Regions from separate parts of the Rattus norvegicus genome. Here regions 1 and 3 are each linked to region 2. The links are chromatin contacts, called in public Hi-C and HiChIP or PLAC-seq maps. All regions are on one chromosome and are shown on one strand. Each heading gives the region's core, a stretch centred on a gene start, on an enhancer-like site or on the middle of the called end of the contact. The rest is flanking DNA. Distances are from core to core; before and after follow the strand shown.

What was found. A called contact is a pair of places that touch in the nucleus more often than the background predicts. HiChIP or PLAC-seq counts read pairs in DNA pulled down with a chosen protein or histone mark.
Region 1: an H3K27ac HiChIP or PLAC-seq map of oligodendrocytes shows a contact between it and region 2, with 9 times the contacts expected there. The contact joins two enhancer-like sites. A contact is called at or near these places in 1 of 12 Hi-C or Micro-C datasets (mammary epithelial cells) and 1 of 1 datasets of contacts at active chromatin or transcription factors (oligodendrocytes).
Region 3: a Hi-C map of liver shows a contact between it and region 2, with 5 times the contacts expected there. The contact joins two enhancer-like sites. A contact is called at or near these places in 4 of 12 Hi-C or Micro-C datasets (frontal cortex, kidney and liver).

The regions. Positions count from the first base shown.
Region 1 is chr5:51,679,769-51,683,493 of GRCr8, reverse strand. The region is part of intron 2 of Bach2 (BTB domain and CNC homolog 2); the gene reads right to left. Among named protein-coding and RNA genes, the nearest start is that of Gja10, 120 kb to the left of the region's middle. Within about 2 kb of position 1,388, at least 37 of the 93 cell types and tissues checked have an H3K27ac peak or open chromatin away from gene starts, as enhancers often do.
Region 2 is chr5:51,444,280-51,448,295 of GRCr8, reverse strand. It overlaps a transcript of Bach2 not described here. Among named protein-coding and RNA genes, the nearest start is that of Bach2, 67 kb to the left of the region's middle. Within about 2 kb of position 1,680, at least 63 of the 93 cell types and tissues checked have an H3K27ac peak or open chromatin away from gene starts, as enhancers often do.
Region 3 is chr5:51,628,900-51,632,518 of GRCr8, reverse strand. The region is part of intron 2 of Bach2 (BTB domain and CNC homolog 2); the gene reads right to left. Among named protein-coding and RNA genes, the nearest start is that of Bach2, 120 kb to the right of the region's middle. Within about 2 kb of position 2,243, at least 28 of the 93 cell types and tissues checked have an H3K27ac peak or open chromatin away from gene starts, as enhancers often do.

The DNA of each region.
Region 1 (3,725 bases), core at 139-2,638, 240 kb before region 2:
CTCTGGGAGTAACACGGAGAAGTGATGCTGTTGGTGGCTACGGCCCTCAACTTGGGTTTGTCCTGGGAACATTACCTGGGCAAGCAAATGTGAACTGAAGAGAAGTCACCAGGGAAATTCAGCTGAGCTCCCACTGAGGCCTGACTGGGGTCCTAATCACTTTAGAGGAGGACAAACAAAATCATGTCCCACGAGGAAGCTGCAGCCATTAATAGTGGCAAAACAAGGCAGAGGGTGGATAATCCTATTCCAGGACTCAAACAAGGCTGCAGAGCTCCTAGAGAGCTGGGGTGGGAGGGTGGTGGTGTCTTGAGGACCTAGCCTTTTCCTAAGGGAGCTGGCCTTTGAAAAGAAGGGATACGGCCATATATGGAGTCCCAGTTGGCAAAGAATGTTATAAAAGTCACATCCACAAGGATATCTGCTCTTCTGGCTAAACCATCAAATCAGATTTGAAGACATTTAAACAATATCAACTCTGTTCAGCAAACTGTATAAACTGAAGTCTATTTTGGGGCAGTTCTGGGGAATGAATCCAGGGTCCTCCACACACTAGATGTCTCAGTTAGGTTTTTATTGCTGTGATAAAACACTGTGATCAAAGCAGCTCAATGAAGAAAGGGCTTGTTTCACGTGGGTGTCCACATCGCAGTTTGTCACTGAGGAACCTGGAAGCAGGAGCTGAAGCAGAGGCCATGAAGGAGAGCTGTTTACTGGCTTGGTCCTCATGGCTTGCTCAGCCTGCTTTCTTATACCACCCAGGATTATCCACTCAGGGGTCTCTACCCCTGAGAGAAGGGGCCCACCCACATCTCATCAATCAAGAAAACACCTCATAGGCTAGCAATCTGATGGGGGCATTTTCTCAATTGAGGTTATTTTCTTCCGAAATGACTCCAGCCTGTGTCAGGCTGACATAAAAGCTAGCCAGCACACTAGGCAAACACTGAAATCCATTATCACAAAAACGGTTGCTAGACCTTTATTTAGTGATTTTTTTTTCTGCACGTCGTTACCTGATTGTGGGTTAGTTCTTCCTGCTACAGTTGTCCCATTGTCTTCCTCTTGCTCTTTACATCTCTGACTGTATCCACCCTCCCCGGGTCTGTTGGAGCACAATGGGACCCTGTTCCTGCAGCCCTTTCATCCGTCCTCATCACGGGTGTTCTGTGAACTCTCATCCGCCCTGGGCTCTTCCTTCCCTGTGGAACTGAAGAGCACTCCCGTTCCTAATGTTAATTAAGCAACACTTGCTGCCTAATGCAACAAATCGGCAGGGATCGCAGGATCTAAGAATGAAATACTTCACGGTGCGGGGAGCAAGCATCCCAGAATAGCATGCAGGAGTCTGACAGCCAGTCCTTTACTCTAAGCAGTAGACAGTGTGTTAAAGTATGTAGACATTAGCTGGAGTCAGATTGTGAGGAAGCTTTCCAAAGGCTCTGGTTTGGGTTTTGGCTGATCTCATTCTTCCTGGATGCCAAAAACCCCAGCTGCACATGTGCACAACACACACACCCCAATCATTTCCTCATATGGTTCGGCAGGAGAAGCTAATTACTACTCTATTCTCGTAGCATGTTCATCCCCTCAAAAGGAGCTACGGAGGCCACGCTCCTCTCAGTCAAGCAGGCCGCATTAATGAATGCAGACTCACTTAGGAGCTTTCCCACTCTTCATTCATTACTGCAATCATATTCAGATAGTGAAGTGTCTAACGGTTCTTGTGTTAAAAGTATAATTCACAAAGTTAAAAAAATCCACAGTGGGAAATCGGAAAAGCTGCAATTCACAAAAAAAAAAAAAAAAAAAAGAAGAAGAAGAAAAAGTAGAACGTTAAATTTTACAGACAACCTGTCATGTCTAGAATGCTTGGGATGAAAAAAAAATTAATCTGCCTTGCGGGTGAAGAAAAGGAGTAAATTATAAACCATTTCACTCGCTGCTTCTCCACGTTTCTCCCAGAACCAGCGCATTAAGTAAATACTTCTGTGAACCAGATGCTAAATGATTTAGTCATTGCTGAATGAATTTCTGCTTTTATCAAGCATTTAAAAAGTTATTTACTATCAATCCATAAGAGCTAGTTTTTGGAGGAGGAAGTTTACAAGTCTACAGAGACTTGCGAGTACATGGAACTACTGAAATGGAGTCGGTGTTCCTGTTGGACCCGGAAACATTTCCGAAGTACACCAAACTTCCCACTGAAAGAGGAAAGCTGTTCAACTTCAGTCTTTCCTAATGCAAGAGTGAGCGCTTGTTGTGCTTGTCGCTTAATGTCGCTAGCACCTTACACAGGTAACGGGAGGGGCCTGGCATGGCACAGCTAAAACTGTTCCTCTGCTTTATTTCCTCAATGCTCCCATCTGCCTGTCTTCTGCTTGGTGCCGAGGGAACAGAAATTTAAGGGCGCTGCTAAGACTGGATCTATTGCAATCGTATCACGAAGTCCTTTGGAGTTCTCAAAGGTTCCCTAGTTCAGTATAGACGTCCACTTTCTTTGACCTTTCAGGAGAACTTGGATTCATTAGCACCTTAGTGACAATGTCTTTAATTAATTAATTTATTAATTAATTTATCTTTATTGCACTGTTGAGAATTCCACCCAGATTTGAACACGGAGCAATCATGAGAAGCTTTGCATCTTTGGGGGTTGTTCCATTTGATCTTTTGCACAGATCAAAATAAAGAGAGATTCTAAACTCCAAAGTATCCAATGAGCAAGTGGCCGCTCATTCTGACTTCATATTTAAAGTGGTGTGAGTGAAGAAGCAGAACCCGACAAAGACGCTGCCCTGGAAAATCTACTACGATGCTGTGGCAACTGTAAGGAATCGAGGTAAAGATGATAAAGAACTAAAGTTGTCCAGACCCACCAGCTTGGAAAGAAGTGGAAAGTCTGACAATATTAAGTTTGAGGTGCTGTGAAGAAACAGGAACTCCTGCTTGTTGAAGGGAGTCGGCTTAGTATCTCTGGAAACACTTGCATTGCCTAGTGAAGCCTGCGTGGGTTATCATCTGCCATTCCATTCCTAGGCTACAGTGGAGATACTCCCAGGTTCCTAAGTGGAACATTGTCTAAGAACATTCGTGGCAGCATTAGTTATAATAACCCTCTAGTAGAAACAATGTAATGTCTGTCAGTAGTACTGAGGTACACAGTATTTATCTATTTATATCATTGAATAGATGATTAGAGTCACACGTAACATGCAGATGAATGCTGATTTAACGCTGAATGTTAGCCTACAGAAGCAATGTAAAATTATAACACATGTAATTATAATATAGATAAATATATAAAATATAATACAGCAACACAATTCTATTATTGTGTTAAAAATGAACAAATCTTAAAACACCTAGTGATACATAGTTTTACGGAGCAAACCATCTGTGTCCACGACAGAGTCACATATTGAAGCCCTAAGTCTCAGCAGGATGATATTCTCTCTCTCTCTCTCTCTCTCTCTCTCTCTCTCTCTCTCTCTCTCTACCACACAAGGACACAGTCGGATGATGGTGTGAGCTCTTACAAGAACCTGGCCTGCTGGCACCCTGGTTCCAAATTTCCAATTCACACCACTGAGAAATAAATGCTTGTCATTTGAGCAAACTAGCATGGAGCTTCCTCCCCCTCCTCCTCCCCTCGCCCCCTCCCCCTCCTCTTCCGCCTCCTTCTTTTTTTTGCTATCTACAAAAACAAAGTCTTTCCCCAACTAGAA
Region 2 (4,016 bases), core at 431-2,930:
GGAGGTCTAATTTGTGAACAGTCAAGAAAAAGGCTTGCTGGGCATGGTGGACCATGTCTTTAATCCACTACTCAGGAGGCAGAAGCAGGAAGAACTCTGTACCTTCTAGACCAAGTTAATCTCCTTAGCAAGTTCCAACCAAGCCAGGGCTACGGAACGAGTCCTTTTCTTAAGGAGGGGAGGAGGGACGGACAGGATGCTGTTAACATGGACTAGCAAGGTGGTGACCCTGACACTGTAAGCATAAAGGCCAACAGGAACTGTTCCCTTCAGCAAACCCCACGCCATCTTGAAGACTCTTCAGAGTCCACTCTTTAGAGTGGTCCTTCCTTTCAGTTCTCGCTGTCCTCTCTCTTTGTCCAGCTCCCACCACACTGATCTCTGCTGTTCACTCTGGCCCCTGGGCACACACGGTGGTTGTGGAAGCAGATGTGTCATCTTCAACACCAACCGCAACCTGTCTCTAGATAGCCTGCCGTGGACACAAGAGTTCTGCTTAACAGAGCCCTGCAAGAAGAGCGGGGCCTGCAGTGTGTCAGTGCAGATTTGTTCAAAATGCAGTTCCAGAATAAATTTTAAAAATTTCAGAACCGAAATATAACTCACAACTGGGAAGCCGTGCAAAATAAAAATACACCTGAAGTCTCGGGGTAGGAAACAGGTTCGAAGAGCTTTAAATATCAGGCTGAGGAGTCTGTGTTTTTTCTGTGGGCAGAGAAACACGGCAGGTGGGGATTAAAACTGGAGACCCAAGGAGCCCGTTCATTCACTCCCTCCCTCTTTCCCTGAGTGGCCCTCCTGTTAGCCTGCAATCTAGAGAAGCGCCAGGAATAAAAGGAGCAGACAGCAACAGAGAAGCATCCCATTAAACCCCAAAGTACCAACGAGAAGGTGTAAGACAACAGATCCATTGTAAAAGAAGTTTCCAGGAGGCAAGACTGACTGGCATAAAACTGCACTCAATAAAATAAAAACAAAAACAAACAAACAAGCCAAGATCCTTCTGTGAGATGCTCAGTGGCTGAGAGCAGGTACTGTAGGAGAGACAGTCCCCAGGAGCACCCCAGTCACACCTACCTCACATGCACACATCCATCCATTCATACATTCACACATTCATTCAGTTATATAATCCTGCTGCAAATGATGTATTTATTTACTCCTTATCCTTTTATCCTTCCCTCCTTTCTTCCTCTCTTTATAAAACCCTATAGCGAGTGCTGTCTGAAGGATTCCTTTCCTCCCTGACCAGGCAGAGAAGGTGTGAAGGCCTGCTCAGCAGCTCAGGACAAAGGGGGAAATGGTTAGAGAGCAAAACAGTGTCAGCGATGTGAACAGGCAAGCTCCTCCTGAGCCTCGAGATCCCCTTGTTCTAACTGCAGAGTCTTCTACTAACAGAAGGGCCCGCAGGGAAAACCAACCGAACTAGCAGGAGAAAGAAGGCCCCATGGATAGACTGGAGCAGGCTGGTGCGCAGGACAGCAGCAGCCCTGGCTGTGGAAGCTGGCGGCGTGCTTCCTCTCCGCCATGGCTGACTCTCATTTTCTGTGAACCCCCTTGCTGGAATCCTTTGACGGTGACTCACAGGGCAATCGGGCTACTCAGCAAGCCCACAGCCCTTCACAATAGACTGTGTAGGAGGTGCCCAGATCCTGGCGGCCTGTGGTCTGTTCAGTTTTTTCCTTTCTGCCTTCTGGGAGGATCTGCTCTTCAGCCACATTTCCCTCAAAACACAGCCCCAGAGGCAACGCTTAGTGCACAGATTTCTGAGCGATGAAATAATCCACTTTGGTTTCTTAGTCATAATGAAACTAAAAACAGTGAGACAAAAAAAACAATGGGGTCACCATCACACCTACAAAAACACGATTTCATACTCCAGTGACATAAAGAGGTCGGGAGGGGGGGTGGGGGGGAACTCAAACTAACATTTTCCAACCTTTCACTGAGAGCAGGGGCTAAAACCACATGTTTTGAAGGGCTCACACTGTGTTATTATTAGAAGTCACAATTCTATTGATACTGATGAGTCACCCCTTATCGGCGGAAACCGAGAATGTCCATCAGCATATGCTTCAGTCACTGTGGCTTTCTCTTTATTACTGGTCAGAGAGCCCTCAGGAAACTTCTCCGGGGTACCAAGAGGCTCTGTTTCAGCCCCTGCAAGGCTTTTTCCTGTGACAGCTCAGCTCGTTTGCATCATCCTCTGGGAGTCTAGGATGATCTGATCAACTCCCGTCCACAAAAGGAAGTTTGGGTAGCGACCTCAGAAAAACAGCATTTCACACTTTCCGATGAAATACCCAAACCGAGCTATGTAAACAAAACCAGCAAAGGGAGTCAGCTAAGTCAGGTGGCATCATCCTGACCCAGGGCTAGACGCTTTGTTTTTGTTTTTACATCAAGAGCCAGCAACAGATGCAAACAAAGGCTGTGGTCACCAAGGGACTGGCCTGCTAGTCACACCCCCTTACTGCCCCGCCTCCTGTTTCTGCTGCCCACAGAGATGTGGGCCAGGTCTCTGCAATGCCAAGGAAGCCCCACTTCCAATTTCATGAAGTCCTTGGGGGGGGGGGGGCTAAGTAGTTAACAGCAGGACCTCTCCTTACCCATGTGTCTGGGTTTGAAGGTTCCCAAAACAATAAAGTGAAAGTCTTATTTTCCCAGATAAACGCTATTGTGTCCTACGCTGCTTCTGCAAAGGCAGGCAGACTTCAGCGCCTGCTTCCCTGCCCGCCCCGCCAGAGGCTGTGGTGGGTAGAGGGAAGAAGACTGCCCATCAGTTCGCAGTGATCACAGACCCACAGACAGTGACCTCCCATCCCTCCCAGGCCACGCTGGCCCTGAGCACTGCAGAGCGGCCCAGGGAGCCCCACGGCCCCGGGGCACATGAGTCAGCAAGCCGCTGGTGGGAACTGCTGACTGCTCAATACTGGCATTCAGAGGTACACTGTGGGGCGAAACAAAACTGGGACACACAAGACTCTCTGCCGCCCCCCCACCGCCCCCGCCACCACCCGCTTATTATTTTCCTCTGTCAGACCAAAACATGCAGAGAGTCTACACCCTGGCTCAAAAAGAAGTTACGACCAATAATAATCAGTAGTGGTAATAAAAAAAAAAAACAACAAAAACACAAAAAACAAAACAACTCACTCTCCGTGTTTCAATGTGTGGAACAGCTGCATTCAAATCTCTTGAGCCGGTTAATTTTAACTGGCTTTAATTTTAACTAGATTTAACTGCTTTTCCTCTCCTCTGACAAATCAAAATAGCCTGCCGTATCGACCACAAGAACTGGTAACCAAAGCACGGTTCCTGTTTTTCGGAAGAGACTTGCACTCAAAGCCACAGATGAGGTGTTCAACATATGTGGGAATTGAAGTGTTAAATGGGGGAGACTGAAACTCAGACACTAACTCAGGCCCCGTGGCGCCTTTACATGGCCATCCCATGCCAGACTCTGACCTACATGCCCTCAGTTCTGCTCTCTCACTCAACACAGAATCCCAAAGTCCACGTGGAAGGTCTGGTGTTTGGAACAGAGAATGCATTTCCCCCAAAGGCGAGTGCAACTTGTCCATGAGGGAGCACGGTGGGGACAGTCCATGCTACACTCCAGCCTTTAAGGAGCATTCCAGGTTGTGCCGCTTACAGGAGGGGAAACACTACCGCAGGCAACGACAGCACCAAAATAATGAAGACAGCCCCCAACCCCCACGCCCAAGCGGCTGAGTCTGGGAAAATGTCTAATTAGCAGAGAAGGAAGGCCCAAGTGTTCCAAGAGACTTCTGCACAAAGGGGAAAGAAAGGCATTGATAGTTATCTACTGGTACGGATAGGAAGCGTCTGGAACGATCTGAGTCCCAGGAGGAAGAGGATGAAGGAAGGAAGAGAACAAAGAAGAGAAAAGCTGGTGACTAGGAAGAGGAGGTTGAGAAAAGGGGAAGGGAGGGAGAGGAGGAGGGAGAGGAGAGATAGGAGGAGGAAAGGGGTGAGGAAGACTCAGCAGGAGT
Region 3 (3,619 bases), core at 994-3,493, 180 kb before region 2:
ATGAGAAGGAGTAAAAAGGAAATGCCGCAGATGGCGGACGGGAGGGAGGGAGGGGCACTTCCATACTCTCTGTCATTTGTCTCCGAGGTAATTTATCTTGCTTGGGTGAGATTTCGGATTTTCTCAGAAGCACCAGTCGGAGGCTGGTGCCTCCTCAGGAGCCATGCCCCGGAGGCTCTCTCAGGGAGCTGCAGGTGATGAGAGATGCCTACGACTGTTTTTGTTGCTTCTCAAAGAGATCACCTTGGCTTCTCTCCGACCCTCCCAGAAGTGACTCTGCAAGGATCTGATCTGATCCCGATTTAGAGCTGACAGGTGGTACATGCATAATTAAAGATGACCTAACACAGAATGCGCTCACTCCTGGCATGTTATCAGACACTTAAGCAAAGCAATTATCAGGAGGCATCCTTCCTGTCAACAGAGATGGAGTCGAAACATTTCTTCAGTCAGGAGGAGTCTGCAATGGGTGCTGAATACAGGGATCCACAAACATGTTAAACTGGCAGCCAGAATAGTTTAATCGTATGTTTAATACTGTGACAGAGCACCTCTGGCCAGTCAACGTATGCGCCCCACCCTCGTCACATATTCCATATCAAAACTGAGACAATTCTGGGGTTCTGCCAGAGACACTGGCCTGAGTTAACAAGGGTGTAGGTCTATACACCAGGCCTCCCTTAAAGGCTCAATGCATACATAAAAACAGGTTCAACACTAAAATGTGTTCAAAGCAGGACTTCTCCTTCCCCATCCTCCAGCAATGCCACAGTGTTCAGAGAATTATCATCAAGCCCTAAAGCCTCATTACGAATCTAAGCAACTTAAAGTACCCCTTTATTCATTTGGAAGAAATAAATATTATTCAAAGAAAGGAGAGGGGTGGGTGAGATGCTCAAAAGGGACCTGCTGTCAGTCCTAACATCCGAGTTCAAGCCCCACGTCCTACATGGGAGAAGGACAGAACTGACTCCTGCAAGTTGTCTTCTGACCTCTCTGCATGTGTTCAGTGACATGTGCATGTGTGTGCACAGCATGCACACACACACACACACACACACACACACACACAGAGTGTAAAAAAAAATCAAAGAAAGAAGGCTTTCTTTTACCAAACAGATGGAGTTTCTACTTCAGGTAAGGAGGGGCGGGGAGACACGATTCAACGGAGCACTGTGATTTCTATAAATTATAGTTTGCACTTATATAAAGGAATGCACTTTAGTGTTCCTTAGAACAGAAATTGTCTGAATGCCATAGTGAGACAAGCAACTTTCCTCTCCTAAAGGGCTGTTGAGAAGGTAACAGGCATTGGAACCCAGGCAGAAACTGCCTTCCCCGAGACAGAGAACTTCCCAATGTTTGCAGTGCATAGTTCCCCACATCTCACAAGAGGGCTCATTGTTTAAATGCTTGCGTCCTTAAGTCATATCTGAACAATGTCTTCACTGTCCACTGTTACATGCCTGTGGGATCTCTGGTGGAGGGACTCTGTCCTTTGCATGTTTTCCTCTCTCATCTGCAGCAGTGGGGACCCAGGAACACAGCCATGCAAGGCAGCAGGTGTCACAGCACGAACACTGGCGTGGCAATATGAGTAAGGTGCTGGTGTGAGTAGGTTGACATCTGATGATGAATCCTGGTCTACAGAAGGTGCCGCTAATGCAGCCCTCAGAGGACAGCTGAGGAGTCGCTGGTGAACCAGGACTTCGACGGGACTCATTGCCTTGCAAGATGTGCCTGACTCAGAAGCCAGTCCATTCAGAATATTAGGGAGGAAACACCAGGTGTCCTTGGGGAAAACAGAATCAGGTGGCAGGTAGTGGGATCGTTAATGGGAGCTTCAGCAGGACGCAAAGCCCAGCTTCATTATATTTCTGGGAGCCAAGAATAGGTTCTGAATGAGTACAATCCTCCACAGACCTATTCCTCCTTAGGAGCTCCCCCTGCTCCCTTTCCAATTTTAATGCAAGAGAAAGAAGAGAGAACAGTCAGACCTGGGTAGGGCAGTGGGAACAAAGGAGGCTCTTCAGAATGGAGAGAAGCTAAAAGCATTTTAGATGCTGTCAAAGCTCTTTCACCAGGGTTCAGCTCACAAGAGCCTCTGGGTTGTCACCAAGAAGCCAGGAAAAAAAAGCCATGGAGTCACTTTGTGGTAAACACCAAGACACACACACATACAATTTCCCTGCTGATGCTGTGGACAGAAGGAGCGCACAGATACAACGTGCGTTGAAATGAAACATGATGGAAACAGGGACATGGCAGTGCGGCCGAGGCCAACTTCCCACACAGTAGCTGATGGGTAAGCGGACTGTGAGCCCAGGCTTCACGATGGCTCACCATGTGAAGCTTTTACACAGACGTCGCTTTGGAATCACAGGCTGACACCCACACCCGTGCATGGTGGGGATGGAGCCCAGGGCCTTCCTTGCATGTCCTGTGGACGTACTCTATAAGCTGCACCAGAGGCGCAGGTATGCTTGGATAAAATAGAAAACATGTCATATTTCATCAAGTTCTCTTCGTCCTGCCCTCCAGAACCTCGTTTTCCATGGTGGATTTACTAAGTCCCATGATGAAAGGAATAAAGTCTGTAACTATAGCTACAAAGCACAGAGGAAATCCCGCCCCTGATACGGCATTATTTTGGAAAGAGTAAAATTCAGTTCAAAGGACTGCGTCTGATGTCTAGTGTGAGCTACTTTAGGAAGATGGTGGGACACCTGCCACGTCAGCTTTGTGGAGGCAACCTGCAGAACCCATGTTCTTCATGTGGCTTGTCCCCCAGGAGGCTGTTTAGGGGTATTTTGAGAAGGACAGGGGTGACACACTGCTGAGAAGGCCATGCTGATGTCTCAGACTACTCTTTCCGGAGAACAGTTACTTCTAGCCAGCGAGCGAGTGACTATGATTGGCTTCTTCAAGGGCTTGCACCCAGACCCCAACCAGACAAAAGGAGACCAGCGTGTGCTCAGTAGGTGAGGCGATGACCTCATCCTCGATGGACGTTTATGCTCCCCTGCCCAAAAATGCTAAGACAGATCAACCCATAAAGTCCTACTTTACTGCAGGGGGACAAAAGGACACAGTGTGAGAAAAAGAGTTCTTCTGCAATCCTCCTGCCTCAGTCTCTCCAGTAGCTGGGATAACAACATCTTCCACCTGATCACGGCTACCACGTGTTTTTTATGACAGTGGGGCTGGAAGTGAGATGAACAGTATTACCGAAGGGGGTGGGGTTAGATTCTCACAACAGAGAAAATAAAATAATGGTGAACGTACATGGACACCCCCAACCCCCATCGCCCACCCGACTGTAATGGCAATAATAAGGAAAACCCAACACTGACCAGATCACAGAAATCAACTTACACTCACTCCCTTATGGCCAACTGTACTTGCCTGCCACTTCTATGAGCTAACAACAGAAAAGAACACGACCAGGTCCCGCACAGCCAGTGACGTGCATCCTGCAGTTGACTCTACGGTAACATCTTCTGCTTTGTGCTGAGAGCTTTCTCCTTTTCTCCTCTCATTCCAGTACAATGCCTTCAGGTCTGCCTAAGTAATGTAATTTATTGGAGTGGAATTCCCTTGGTGCCCCGTGCAGCACTTG